Regions from separate parts of the Drosophila melanogaster genome. Here region 2 is linked to region 1. The links are chromatin contacts, called in public Hi-C maps. All regions are on one chromosome and are shown on one strand. Each heading gives the region's core, a stretch centred on a gene start, on an enhancer-like site or on the middle of the called end of the contact. The rest is flanking DNA. Distances are from core to core; before and after follow the strand shown. Region 1 holds the start of CG3815. Region 2 holds the start of lncRNA:CR44816 (long non-coding RNA:CR44816).

Region 1 (7,182 bases), core at 3,136-5,635:
TAAACGACCGGCGGCTCCGCTGCAGGCTGTCATCCATGCGGCACCCGTTTCGATCATTTGTCCCAATTGCGGTGAGCTTCCTGGCCAGAATCATCGCTGCCTGAGCAAGCCCAAGTACGCATGCGATGTGTGCGGCAAAAGCTTCAAGATGAAGCGATATTTGGAGGTGAGTACTGCACTGCCTTGCATTGTTTCAGTTATCCGCAGCTGCATGGATACCACTAATGATAATGAATTCTTCTGCGGCAGGAGCACTTTGCCACGCACACGGGCGTCAAGCTGCACACCTGCGCCTTCTGTCCCACGGAATTCCGCTCCAAGTCGAATATGTACCATCACACTAAGCGCAAGCACAAAGCGGAATGGGAGAGATCGCGAGCCACGCGCTCGGCGGCCAAGGCTGGCGTCCAGGAGCAGATGCAGCACACCAACCCGTCACAGGCACAGGCTCAGCCGGGTCCTGCGGCCGCACTCTAGGATGGCAGCCGGCACCTGGACGCGGTGCATGCGTAGTCTTAGATCTTTACAATTACAAATATATACATATATATTTTTTGCATATTAGCCATACCGAATGTACTTATCCGACGTTTCGTGTACTCCACAAAGTCAAGGCGTCCCGCCGCCTGGCACCTATTGTGTATACTCTTCTCGTTCTCTATAATGCCTTAACCAGTTGGATTTGATCTGGTTATAAAGTAAACACATTCATTTCAAAAGAAACTAAAAGTCATGTGCACTTATTGGGCGGGGCTTACTGCTAATTGGTGGCTCCATCGATCCATTTGCATGTGAAAAAATCTCTGATCTTACAAGTTTATTTCGTTTTAGCAATTTATACATCTGTTTTTACAATAAAAGTAAAGTATGCGATGCGGGTTTATGCGATTTATGAACGTAATGGTTAATTCAATAAATACGGCGTTTGATACCAGAGATCCACTGCCCACTGGCATGGATCAGCCTGCAGCCGTGCACATCCGTGGTTTGTACTCCGTATTTATTGCACTGGTCATAAGGCAAATATATACCCTTAATGCTGGATGGGATTGGAGGATTGTGTGATTTAAAAGTACTGCCGAGGCTTTGCATTGCGATGATTGATGCGATGAAGTTGAACTGGTATCTGCTAACCCTAACCCTATGCCTGGCTGCTAGCTGCCCCACTGAGATTGGTGCTGCTCCACTGGAGTTGGCTGCGGTTGAGCGCGTATATGTTTCTGTGTCTTAATGCTTAAACTAAAGGCTGCTGCTTCTGCTGATGGAGTCTGGGTACTGGTTCTACGAACGCTTGCTGCGCGCCTGCGCCTGCAGCAGATCCACCGACGGCACGACAAACACAAACGACAGGCAACCGAATCGCAGCAGGCTGCCGTGAGCCAGCACCGCCGATCCCTCCCAGGCGCCATCCACCATGGGCACTGGTCCGGCGTTCATGCAGCGGCAGGCGGGCTTAACAATGGGCGCCAATCTGCGGGGAGATTAAATCAACAAGTGGTTATCATCATCATTGGGTAAGTTGGGCAAATAAACTATAGCTACCGTTCTTTGTCGATTTTCTTCGTCTCGAACTGGCGATTAATGTTCCGACGCTTGTCCAGCATCTCATCGACGCGCTTCTTCAGCTCCGCATCGTCAGGTCGCATCGGCTTGCCGGCGTGCGTTGTCATCCTTTCGGTCACGTCGCAGGCATACAGCTGTCCATTCACCTCGGTGCCAAACTCTGAGTAATTGATCAGCTCGTACGACTTGGAGAATTCGTCGTAGAAGATGATGGCGTGCTGCGGTGAAATGCGACAACAGTAACCAATGGCCGACAGGTCCACGGTCTCCGTTTGCGCCAGCGTCGTCGATGGCGAATAGTGTCCACCGTAGCCAATGTACAGCGTGCGGTAGCGCATGAAAATCGAATGGTCCAGCCCCAGCGAACTGAACCAGCGGCTATCCTCGAGCATGTCGCCCAGTGGCGTTATCACCGCACGCGCCTGCACTTTGCACTGCAGCAGCTTGAGCTCCAGGCGCGATGCCAGCTCGTATGCCTTCTCCGTGTCGCTACGGGCACGCGGCGCATAGCTTTCGGCAGCGGCATCTGCTGCTGCAATGGCCGCCGCTGTGGCCAGTGCCGGATGCAGGGCCGTTGCGGGATCTTCGTCGGCGGCATTGCCATTCTTTTGCGCCAGAATTGAGGACGTTTCGCTGGTGAAGAGCAGCGAGAAACGGTTCATATCCTCCGGCGCCAGTTGGCCTTGCAGGGCAGCAGTTTCGCCAGCCACATGTGTGCCATCGACTGACGCCAGTTGACGCAGGCGACGAGCGGCCGTGCGATTCTTGTACTGTGTCACAATCTCCGGATGCTCTTCGACCAGCTGCTGCAGACGCTGGTGCGCCAGCTTCTTGATTATATCGACGTCCAGGTGTAAGAGGTCTGCATCGATAATACCCGTTGATTTCTTGCTGTCCTCCTCGTCCTCCTCGAAGCTAGCCTCCACCTCTAGGCTGGTCTTGGACTCCACCTTGACAACCGACGGCTGTTCGCTGGCCTGCGCATTCGATTCTGTATTGGGATTCTCCGTATCCACTTCGCCATTCACTTTATCGGCGGGAGTGTTCGTCTCGGTCCTTTTCTCTTCAGGACTGGGATCGCTGTCGCTATCGCCATCTATGGCCGTCTCCAAGGTTCCGAATTCCCTCTGAATCTCACGGAATTTGGCGTGAGCCGTGCGCAAGGCCTCCAGATCCTTGAGCAGCGATTCGGTGACCGACTCACGGGATATCTCCTCGACTTCGGTGGGCAGGTTATTGCGCCGCTTTACCCGATCGTAGCGCAACGTTTGGCGCATGGAGGGCAACAGCGGCGGCGGATGATCGTAGTGGTAGCGCACAATGGCTGGCACCTCGATGTGGGCGCGAGCACGCAGATTTCTCTTGGTGCGAAAGGGCGGATTGCGCGTGTTGACACGCCGGAAGAACTCAAGCTTGACATTTTCATGGTCAAGTGGCTGGTGGAAGCGATTCCAGAGACGCACCCGCTCCGTGGCCGAAATGCTATTGGTCATATTGGCATCCTGTGAACAGACATCCTCATTAGAACCCAAGCAGACCTCCATGTGCGTTGGCTGACTTACGATAAAATTCTCGGCATGATTGGGGCACATCCACAATCCAGCTGGCAGTGCCGTCAGTGGCGGATCCAGGCAATCCTGGTGAAAGTAGAGCGGACAGTAGTCGCAGGAGATGAGCGGCGCCCGTTTGCAGGAGCGCGTGCAGTAGAAACAGGTTTTGGCGGGCAGCGGCACCAGTCCCTGGGCATCCAGCTCAAACGGCTTGGAGTTGCGTCGCTGATTGCCGGCGCATCTGCGATTACCGCCATTTCCGCTCGGCGGATGCGTCTGCTGTACGGGTTGCACCTTGCCATTGCCCGGGAACTGGGTGTGCAGCTCGAGCTCCGGCGGCAGCGAGAATTGCTGCGGATTCATCATGGTGGCCGCCCTGATGACATCGTCCAGCGGCGTTGGCTTCTTGTTCGGATCGAGGGCGCGCTGTATGGACATCGGCATTTTGGCCAGCAGCTTCTCGGTGCTATTGCGTTCGCTGTTGCTGCGTTTGCGCAGGTTGCGGATCTTCAGCGGTATGGACTCCAGATCGCCAGACGATGGAGTATTCGCCCGTGAGCCACTGCCCGCCGAAGGCACACGCTCCACGGAACTGGCCTTGGATGAGGAGGCCGGCGGCTGGGAGAGCTTGCTCATGCGACAGCTGTGGCACAGCCACTGGCCACTGGGTATGTCCTCCTCGCTCAACGGTGGATCACTGTGGCGAAAGCACGAAATCAGCACTCAAAATGAGCAGCTATATGCGCGTGTATATACTCACTGGCATTGCAGGTGGAAGCTGGAGGGGCATCGATCGCAGCACAGCAGATTGCCGCCCTCCTCGCAGGCGTCACAATAGTCGTGGTTGTGGCCCCTGCCCGGGCGCCTGTAGTACGGATGCTTCGTGTTGGTGGACCGCTGCATCATCTTCTCGTCCTCGTTGGGCGGCGGGCGGATGAGCTGCTTGATTTGCTGCGCGAAGTAGTAAAGTTATGTTAAATGTGGGAAATGGAGACAGTTGTGAATGCGTTAATGTGGCAGCTCTAGAGTAGCCACCGCCGATTGGAATTGGAGCTCCGGGCAGTGGACACACTGAAGCTCTGAATGGCGTCCCGGCGGCACACTCACCTCCATGATGCTCAGTGAGGCGTTCGGGTCCTGGTCCAATTTTGACATCTTTTTCGCTCGCTCCTCTTATCCGGTGTACACAATCAATCTCGGAGCGACTTCACTTGGCGACGGAGGCGGGCGCAGTGTCGGTTGTCCAGCCCTGCGCATCCGACGAGCGAATGGCCACACTGCGCGCCCACCGATAGGCGATTAACGGAAATTCAGTGCAGACTGCATTTCACTCCAAATCTAACTACTTGCAATTAATAAAGTTTATATTGGGTATACACATTCGTAACCGAAAAATACCCAAGCAAACAAATAGTTAAAAATTAAATACCCAAAATTCTCATATTTCGCTCAGACCTCACTATAGACACCTATATGTTTACATCTTTTGGGCACACCACTAGCTAGCACTCGCTGTTTTGGACCAACGCCCGCTAAAAGAGCATCACAGCTGGCGGACGACGCAATTTGCCAGTTGATTTTACCAAACAATAGAACAAAATAGTGCAATGTTTTCGATATTTGGCAAACGCAAGCCCGCGGAAACGCCCACGGATGACCAGCCCATCCAGGGACCGGCGGAGGCAACCCGTCCAGGCACCAGTGTCGATGATTTCGTGTTCATAGAGCGCAAACCAGTACCGGATGCTCCTCATCCGGGTGTTCCAGCCGGCTCCATGTATCCACCTATGCCGCCAGCGGGCTATCTGCCCTATCCGCCGATGCCAGGACCGCGCAGCGATCAAGTGAAGCAGCCCGGAGCCCAAGGACCCGTCAATTACTTGCAGGACATTCCATTCGAGCTGGCACCCGGATTGGCCAACAAGGATCGCTACACCAGCACCCAAATGCAGGTGGACAGCATATTGGCGCTACTAACGCGCCAATTGTCCGTGGACGAGCTGGCCGAGGAGTACACCTTCGCCCTGGAGCGATCCGTGCAGAACGAGTGTTACTAGCTTTAGATCCATAGATCCACTGGTTAATATTCATACATTACATTACATTACATATAATAAAACGTTGCTTATTTAATTGTAAACCACATATGCAGTGCTCTTTTGCTTGTTAGTGGTGTGAGTCATTGGAATTCCTTAATCTTGTTGCCATACAATTAATGTTCCATTTCTTTGAAAACATGTAGAACTTTTCTGACTATCAAGTAGTCCTTTGGTTTTACCTCGCTCACATTTCAACTGGGACTGCTCATAAGGTGATCCACTATCGCAGCGTGAATACATAAAATTGTTAGTGCTCCCGTTTACCCAAATTTTTCGTACACAAAAAAGATTTCGAAACATTATTTTGTGTTTATAAGTAACCAAGTTCAAAGCTAAATTTCCAATACGTACAAATTTACCAAGCCGAGACGAGCCGTTCCGTTTCGTTTCGTTTAGTTCAGTTCCGTGTAGTACTCTTCAGCCATGGCCAGCTCCAATGTCTCGGATTGGGATGAGCCGATGCCCACGTCGACGGAGTCGCTGCCCGAGGAGGAGGATCCGGATGTGTGCGCAGAGGAGAACGTAAAGAAGCGGCGGGAGGAGGAACTGGACAAGCTGGAGTTGTATGTGCGGCGCATGGCCTACCAGCCGACACTGCCGCCCAAGGTAAAGCCCTACGACGTGGCCCTGTCCAAGCCCAAGTTGCACACGCTCATCGACAACTACGAGCAGTTCAAGGATGTATACGATCCGAAGCTGCGGGCCAAGCGGATCAAGCGCATGCTGGGCAAATACAAAGCCATTACCACGGAGTAAGTGCAGCGCTTGCATCAGTTGCTAACGCGATCTAATCATCTCATCTCATTCCCAAAAACAGACAGCTGGAGCAGATCCTTAAGAGCAACAAGACCAAGGAGCGAAAGAAGGAGGATTTCCTGAAGCGCAAGCAGGAACTGTACTACAACATGCTGACCAAGCTGGAGCGCCAGTGCCGCACCCAGTACCTGAACGTGCTCATCAAGAAGTTCGCCAAATTCATTTCCCATCTGGCCACAACGATGCGCATTCCGCCGCAGCTGGTGGATCCGTATGCGCGCATGCAGCGCGGCATCTTCTGCAACATCCTGTTGGCCATTGGTGTGCAGCCCACCTCACAGTCGGCCATCTACTACACCAGCCAGGATGCCATCGAGTACGATGTGTGCCATCGCCTCGCGCACGCGCTGCTCAGTTTGATCATTAAGGCGCTGGACTCGGCAGCCACAAGGGATCCCAACGAGCTGGCCAAGCCGGCCGACTTGGACTTCGAGATGGACAATCACATCAAGCGTCGGCTCATGTGCGCCGCCGAGAAGAAGCTGCTGTACGAGCGCCGTCGCAAGAAGCCCCAGCCGCAGGGTCTTGGAGCCTTTGAGAAGTGCACCCGCTATGACTGCGACTAGGACGGCTCCTTCAGTGTATTCGTGTTAACATTTGGCTACTATTTATTCGCATAAGAAGTCTTGCTCACATGGTCACCTCGTTGTTTTGGTCTTGGTTTTGGTGGCGGGTATCGTCTGCTCCTTCATCTGGATGCACAGCCAGTTGGCGGGCACCTCGAAGCTGTCTGTGGGATGCGGCGTGTACTGCGCGCAGTAGGGCACATGCCAGGTGTCCGCCACTTGGTGGGCACACAGCCGATGACGAACGGGCTCCTTGACTATAATCTGACCCGTTTGCGTTTGGGTGACCAGGGAGAACTGGTGCTCCTGCTGCCAGCGACGAAAGATGGGCTTCAGCTCGGTGCCCAGATGAAAGGCGTGACTGCGCATCAGGTCGCGGGAGAAGAAGTCTGTCTCCTGGCCGCTGCGCAGCGTGGCATACAGCAGGAAGGGATCATCGTGCGACCTATAAGCAAACGAACGAACGAATTAGTCTACCTATCCCTTTCCAATTCGAGATGAATTCCCTTACAGATTGCTGGTCAAGAAGAGGCTGGCATTGCAGTGCACATAGTGCATGGCCTGCTTGGACCAGTTGCGCATGTGCTC
Region 2 (7,182 bases), core at 2,635-5,134, 76 kb before region 1:
TACACGCGGTAATTAATTTTATTTAATTTTCGACGACAATCCAAGCGACAAGAGCAAGGGCAGCCAAAAAGCCGTCAGAGAAATGAGACAAGCAGCGCAAGATAAAAACAAAAAAATAAGATGAGAAGGGGGCGTGGCCGGAGTGGCACAGGAAAAAACAAGTTAACAAAACGTCAACAATGGCGAAGAAGAGGAGAAAAGCCGGCTAAAATGAGCAGCGCGGCCAAAGAAGGCGGACAATGCCAAAAATATAAAATGACCCACAACTGTTGGTCATTTATCGCTTGCTCTCAATGTTTTTTTTTTTTTCCGCTGACTGCACACAGCAGGAAAATATTGAAAATACCATTCAAATAGCCGAAGGTGTAATAATCTTTTTGCGTTTAATTGAGAATACAAAAAAAAAAACTCTGTGAGCCGAGGAATTTGTTAAAATATGAAGTCCAAGACTTTTTTTTTTTTAACCGATTGTTCGAAACTCTAGAATTTTTGGCACCGTGTTTGCAGCAAGATAAAGCCAAGAGGCTGTCCGCTGTCCGTTGTCCTTGTTCCGCCGTCCGTGTCCTTTGCGTCCGTGCAGGGGGCACATAATTATCAGCCACATCAGCCGCAGACGACAGGACTTTGACTTTTAGAGGGCGAGCGGAATTGGCGAAACGTAACGAAACGAAGTAAGAAAACAAGTTTAACTTAATTGTCAACATTGTGCCAGGCGGACACAAACAGCGACATACAGAGCGGCAAGGACAATGGAAGGATGCGAGCGGATTGGGGCCAGCATTGGGGGGGCAGGATGGCTGGATGGCTGAATGGAAAGCACTGGCAAGATGGCCAAAAGAGCACAAAAAGCAGCTGGGAGAACAAGCCCAAGTTGAATACCAAAACGGAAGGGCATAAAGTAACGCCACTAATGATGGAGCACGACATCTTCGCCGGGGGGAGAAAGAGAGAGTAAGAGAGTGAGAGTGATAGAGAGGAACGGAGAGTAGGTGGCAGAAAGAGATGGGTGGCGAGCACAACAGTTTCGATTTGCAAAACTAAAAGATATTGCATTTAATTCGATTCCACAATTAAATGCGAATACAAACAATTAATTCAATTATTTTCTATGAATATATGCTTAGCATCCTAACTTTGAATAAATTGCATATATTTTGTGCTTCGAAACCCGTGAAACGTTCATTTTTTTTTTTTTTTTTACCAATTTCCCTTGATTCGCGAATTGTCACCTTTATGGCACGTTTATTTTCCCAACTTCAGATCCAGCGAATGCGAAAAGTAAATGAAAGAAGCCAACACAATCAAATGGCAGCGTGCTAATGAGACTCTAAACAAGCTGCAGGGCCATTAACCCATGTGCCACCCCGTGCCGAAAAACGCATGCCAGCACGCTTCTCATAACCCTTAACACTTGCTGCCCGGAAAAATGAGCGGAGCTGCAAAACAAACAGCGAACAAGTAGCGTGGCGTGCGATGGCAATAAAATCTAAGAGCGTGATTATTTTCAACAAGCCAAAGAAAATATATATGTATATATATGTAAATGGGTTTGGGTTAAAAAATAAACGGATTTAAAAAGCTTTCATTGCGGACTAATTATGATTTGTGGCGGCTAAAGGCTAATTGCAACTAATTTCGCTTGCCTCCACAAAACCAAAGAAAACAATACAGAAAAACACAAAATCGACCGCCAAAGTAATTAAATATTTTGAATTTGAATTCAAATGTGTTAGCTATCGATAACATGTGACATTCTCGCTACGCAGTGTGTACACACCAAGTATACAGTTCTAATAAGAACGTCCCATGCGACTGGTGCTTGCATCGGCTAAACAAAAAATTGATGCACCATTTATCGATGGAAAACAAAAGCAAATAAAATACTCAACAATAGTATTTAAAATAAAAAGAATAGAAGAAACTTTAGATCAATTTTTTAGTACTCTAACCGTGGGCAGCAGTATAACCGTTGCTCGATAACCATTGAACACCAGCCAGTGTGACCGTAGGTGCGCAGATGGACGTGCAACCAATACTTATTTATTAACTTGTTTTAAGGCGATTTACCGTGGATTTCACAGGCAGCGGGCATCATGGGCGACGTGGACAAGTGGATAGAAGACGTGAAGAAATGCAAGTACCTGCCGGAGAACGAGCTGAAGAAGCTATGCGAGATGGTCTGCGATATCCTCCTGGAGGAGACGAACATCCTGCCCGTGAGCACGCCCGTCACCGTTTGCGGTGACATCCATGGCCAGGTAAGCGGTCATCTCCTCCGTCTTCGTCTCCTACGTCATTGCAATGTCCACTAACGCAATGCCATCGCACTCCACCCCCAAATTGCAGTTCTACGACCTGGAGCAGCTGTTCCGCACTGGAGGCCAGGTGCCGCATACCAACTACATATTCATGGGCGACTTCGTGGACAGGGGCTACTACTCGCTGGAGACATTCACCAGACTGCTCACGCTGAAGGCGCGCTATCCCAGCCGGATCACCCTGCTGCGCGGCAACCACGAAACGCGGCAGATCACCAAGGTGTACGGATTCTTTGACGAGTGCTTCAGCAAGTACGGCAATGCCAATGGCTGGAAATACTGCTGCAAGGTCTTCGATTTGCTTACCATCGCTGCCGTGAGTTGAACTATGGGATACTTCATGTGGACAACACCCTTTTAATCATTTACATATATGTTTACCCCACTGCCCCTAATGTACACAGATCATCGACGAGGAGGTGTTGTGCGTGCACGGTGGCCTGAGTCCCGAGATCATTACACTGGACCAGATCAGGACGATCGATCGCAACGGCGAGATACCGTACAAGGGTGCCTTCTGCGATCTGGTGTGGTCCGATCCCGAGGACATGGAGTACTGGGGCCAGAGTCCGCGCGGCGCTGGCTGGCTGTTTGGCCACAATGTGACCAAGGACTTTATGGCGATCAATAATCTGAACCTCATATGCCGAGCACATCAGCTGGTCAACGAGGGCATCAAGTATATGTTTGATGGCAAACTGGTGACCGTGTGGTCGGCGCCAAACTATTGCTATCGCTGCGGCAACGTTGCCGCCATTCTTAGCTTCGAAACGGCGGAGAAGCGGCAGACGAAGATCTTCCTGGCTGTTCCGGATGCGGAGCGTGTGATACCCAAGCAGAACACAACGCCCTACTTCCTGTAAAACGTTCTGATGTGATGCGATGTGAAGTGATGCAACGCAATACTATACCACATACCATACCACATACCGATCCAATACGATCCGCCCACTGTTCCGGCATCGTGGCTAATAATCATATACGCTTGTGGAGAGCAGAGCGGAGTGCAGCCTTCGACTGACTGATCCGTTTCATTTGACCACCCATGAACTCAACGCCTTAAACTCAAAACGTGCGCAACGAGCACCCCAAGCATAGCAAACACTCAGAACAGCAAACACAAGCCACACACACCACACACACACCTGTAACTTGTAATTTTCGTCTCTTTTTTTGTATGGCAAAAACACATATCTAATTCTTAAGAGCACAGTTAAAAAAAAACTTTGTTATTAGTTTCCGGCAAGTCCAAAGAGAGGGGAACACGTGAATTGATTTCTTTAAGTTGTATATCCAAGTATTGTATTTACTGATAACGGATGCTAATGGAAGCAAGAAGTATATAGAGATTCACTTTGTTATTTTGTATTCCAAACCTACATATTTATTTCTGTGAACAAACACAAAAATCATATACTTTGTACATTTTGTATTAGTAATGCTTTGAAGGAAATAAGAATAACTAAGAATAACCCAATTGTGTGATCCCGATCAAAACGATATGATTAAAACAAAAAAGACAATTCGAAATGCGTTGTCCGGTAATCAGTGGGAAAAACCAGGTGTCCCTTATTCCGCTCCCAAAATGTCCATCATCCGTCTCTGTCGTTTTCGCGACACGGCTCCGATATTCAAAGTTCCACTGAAATAATTTCGATTATGAGTTTCTTACATAAATATCATTTATTTCGTTTCGTTTTCGTTCATGAATCATTCTCATTCTCATGCTTTGCAACATCTCAACAATTGTGTTTTCATATATATTGGTTTGCTTTGCCCCAACATTTATTCTAGCGTCCCAACTCAAAAACAAATATGTATAAGTACTAGACTTTCTATTAGGGGCGAAAAAGAGGTAAATAAGTGAGTGACTTTCGCATTCTGGGGTCGGTCATCATCATGTGGCATTCATAATTCCTCGCAACTTGCTTTTCCATGGCACCTGGCCATGCTCACAGTGTTTTGGATACTTCTCTATTTGTATATATATATACGCGTGCGTTTCCGGGTCAACAATTACAAAAAAAAGAAAACTAAATAATCACACTAGCAGAGTAGTGCATGTTAGGAATTAAAAGAATTCTCAACAACAACAACGATTTGTTTAAACGATAGAGAATAAAGAGGTTCCAATCGATTGGCTCATATCATGCATTTTCTTACAAAAAAAATAAAATAAAAGAGGAGAGAAAAACTGAGAGTTGAGCAGCAAATACGTGGTGCATTAATGTTGTTGTAGTCGTTTGGGTGTTTGTCTTCGCCTGATTTCTATGATCATCCACATTCTGGTTAGTGTTTTGCCCCACGGTCAGCCAACCCACTACTGTTCCACTACTGCGGCGATATATAGTTGTGCTCGAAGATGTCCAGCTCGTTCTGTATGTAGTTGGCCTTGTTGCGAAGCAGCTTCAATTGCTTCTGGTTCGCCTCCAGGATGTTCAGCTGCGAGTCCAGCGTCTTGAGCTCATCATTCATGTCCGTGGTGGCGGTATCAACCGTGCGGCACAAACGGGCAAAGGTGCTCGACAATTCCCTGTTGAGATGTGACAGAGAATATTCGATAAGTGATCAGCGATTCAGACGCTAAGGGATCAATACTCACTGCTGCACTTGGTGGCTGCAGTTGGCCGAGGTGAGGTCGACAATCATCTTGAGCTTCTTGGTGGCATGGCGCACGTACTGCGACTTGAACGTTCGCTCCTTGGCTGAATTTGTCCACGAGAGGCGCTCGTACAGGTAGATGCAGCCGTAGAGGGCACCCACGCCCACCAGGACACGCCAGCCGATAGTTTTCAGCATCTGCAAGTGGTTTGATTTCATCACATAGCTATGCACTATCACCTGCTTGGTCGTTGGTAAGGACAAGAGGTGTTATGATAATTTAACCGTTAACACTTACGACACCGGCTACGACGAGACCACCAACGGTGCCCTGCGATCCAATGGAGGACACCGCGAAGCGTGAGATCAACGACAGCTGCTCGGGCGTAATGCCAGCCACAACGGGAGCGGGCAGCAGGCACACAGGAGTGGCTTCCACGGGCGTCGTGGTCGGCGTCGATACGCTGTGCTGTGAACGAGATTCGATGGCAGAGATATAGTAAAGGTGGTGCAACACAACTATACTGTAGAAACTCACTCCAATACTGCTCTGTCGATTGACCAGCGCCGGCTGGCCCTTCTTGCTGCGCTCGCGCACCTTGCCGGTGAAGCGCTGGATCATCGCCGCAATGCCCCAGCTGAACTTAAACTCCAGATCCTCCTGGAAGTCGGCGCAGAGGTTCTGGCAATTCAGTGAGTAGAGCATCTCGAAGGGCTGCGTGCGCACCACCATCTTGGTGCTGGTGGCCAGGAGCTGCTCGTTGGGCACCAGGGCGTGCATGCGATCGGTCATCTCCGTCTGGGCGGACTCGACGTTCATGGCCAGGGCCATGGATAGGCGGGCGCGCAGATTGCTGCCCAGGCCGCTCTCCACATGGGCATTCAATTCCTTTTTGTAGATGTTCAGCACCAAACGCTCCGGATGGAAGGGCATATTGAACTCGTCAATGAGTACGCCCAGGCGCCAGATCTCCTCGTTCAGCGCCTTTGACACCTTCTCCTCCACCTCCTCGACCATGTTGTGGATCTTCATCTTCATTTCCCGCGTAACCTGCATCATCTGCGTCTCTGTGCCCTGGATGCGTTCGGTGAGCAGGTTCTTCTGGTCCTGCTTCAGATTGCGGAATATGGTGATCCGCTCGTAAATGTTGTCCAACATTGATTTCATGTCACCCGAAACACTCTTGCCGCGCGAACTGTGCTGCTGGAACTTTGTTTTCACAGCACTCTGCGAGATGCACTCCTCGAACTTGCGCTCGAAGTCCTGGAACTCGAAGTAGCGTATCTGAAAGCCCTCGGCAATGGCACCCATGTGCGGCGGATTGCCCTTGGCCTCCTCGATGCGCGCCTGCAGCGTTTCCCTGGCGGAAACGAAGAATACCCTTTCGGCCGCCTCCTTCTCGTTGCTCACCTTTAGCTCCTTGGTGAGGAAGTCGATGCAGCGTTCCGTGTGCTGAGACTTAACCTATCAATTGATGAAATAAGCGTCTTAGAAAGTGCATAGATCAATCAATCAGGGCAACTAAGTAAGCTGCTTTGGGAAGAGTCAACAAGGAGGTGTTCATCGGTTCAATTCGATAAAGAGACCAAAGCAGAGTGGATTGGGTTTTTGTGGGACCAAGCAAGCGGGTCTAGCTCATTCATTACCTTAGCCAATTCCTGGCGTTGATTACAGTGGATAGTTGGTTGGTTGTTTGATAGATTGATTGGTTGGTTGGGTAATAAACAAAAACAAAAGACACACATCAACATAGAGAGACAACAGGCATACGAAGAGGTCCAAGAAATTACTTATGAGATGTGGCAGTGCAAAACTGCTGGCAAACGAACATATGTACACATATGTGGCATATGGTTCGCCTGCCATGTAATGGTAATGCAGGGTCTGACAGAGATTGTGGACTAACTAAAGGGGCCGCCTAGAAGATCATACCGATTCCTGGCACTCGGGCTCGTTGGCCGACGCATCCCAGCGATTGTTCAGGATGAAGATGTTCGGCTTGCTTAGCTTCTGCGAGACGGTGTGAAAGAACTGCTTCTCCGCACGCGTCATCGTTGACTCGGCATTCAGGACCAGCACAAAGACATCGGCGTTCAGGCAATGGTTATCGATCCAGTCGTCCAAATTGGCCGACACATCCACACCAGGTGAGTCCACAAAGACGACATCGTCGCGCAGCAGGCTGCAGCGTTCCCTCGGCCAAAAGATGCGCACCAAACTGCTCTCGCAGAGCTTCTCCTGGCACAAGGCATTCGCCAGTTG

Evidence for each region. Hi-C and Micro-C count contacts between places; a contact is called where the count stands out from the background.
Region 2: a contact with region 1 is called in a Hi-C map of the S2 cell line, with 3 times the contacts expected there. The contact joins the promoter of lncRNA:CR44816 here to the promoter of CG3815 in region 1. A contact is called at or near these places in 42 of 107 Hi-C or Micro-C datasets (the D17-c3 cell line, the Kc167 cell line, the ML-DmBG3-c2 cell line and 13 more) and 2 of 6 datasets of contacts at active chromatin or transcription factors (both in the Kc167 cell line).

Annotation. Positions count from the first base shown.
Region 1 is chrX:6,292,592-6,299,773 of dm6, reverse strand. CG3815 reads right to left here and starts at 4,385. Exons shown (of 5, transcript NM_132083.4): 1 at 4,221-4,385; 2 at 3,874-4,064; 3 at 3,126-3,810; 4 at 1,543-3,065; 5 at 804-1,471. The coding sequence starts at 4,268. The coding sequence ends at 1,282. It overlaps mldr (mulder), which reads right to left. Exons shown (of 2, transcript NM_001258620.2): 1 at 7,106-7,182; 2 at 5,597-7,039. The coding sequence ends at 6,667. CG15892 reads left to right here and starts at 5,431. Exons shown (of 2, transcript NM_001031870.2): 1 at 5,431-5,964; 2 at 6,030-6,668. The coding sequence starts at 5,636. The coding sequence ends at 6,594. It overlaps CG15891, which reads left to right and starts at 4,429. Exons shown (of 1, transcript NM_001298010.1): 1 at 4,429-5,257. The coding sequence starts at 4,721. The coding sequence ends at 5,170. It also overlaps CG12219.
Region 2 is chrX:6,367,728-6,374,909 of dm6, reverse strand. lncRNA:CR44816 (long non-coding RNA:CR44816) reads left to right here and starts at 3,884. Exons shown (of 1, transcript NR_123812.1): 1 at 3,884-4,332. Marf (Mitochondrial assembly regulatory factor) reads right to left here. Exons shown (of 8, transcript NM_206635.3): 4 at 6,853-7,182; 5 at 5,458-6,384; 6 at 5,218-5,388; 7 at 4,921-5,117; 8 at 3,986-4,851. The coding sequence ends at 4,650. PpV (Protein phosphatase V) reads left to right here and starts at 1,995. Exons shown (of 3, transcript NM_078506.3): 1 at 1,995-2,258; 2 at 2,347-2,634; 3 at 2,723-3,845. The coding sequence starts at 2,094. The coding sequence ends at 3,181.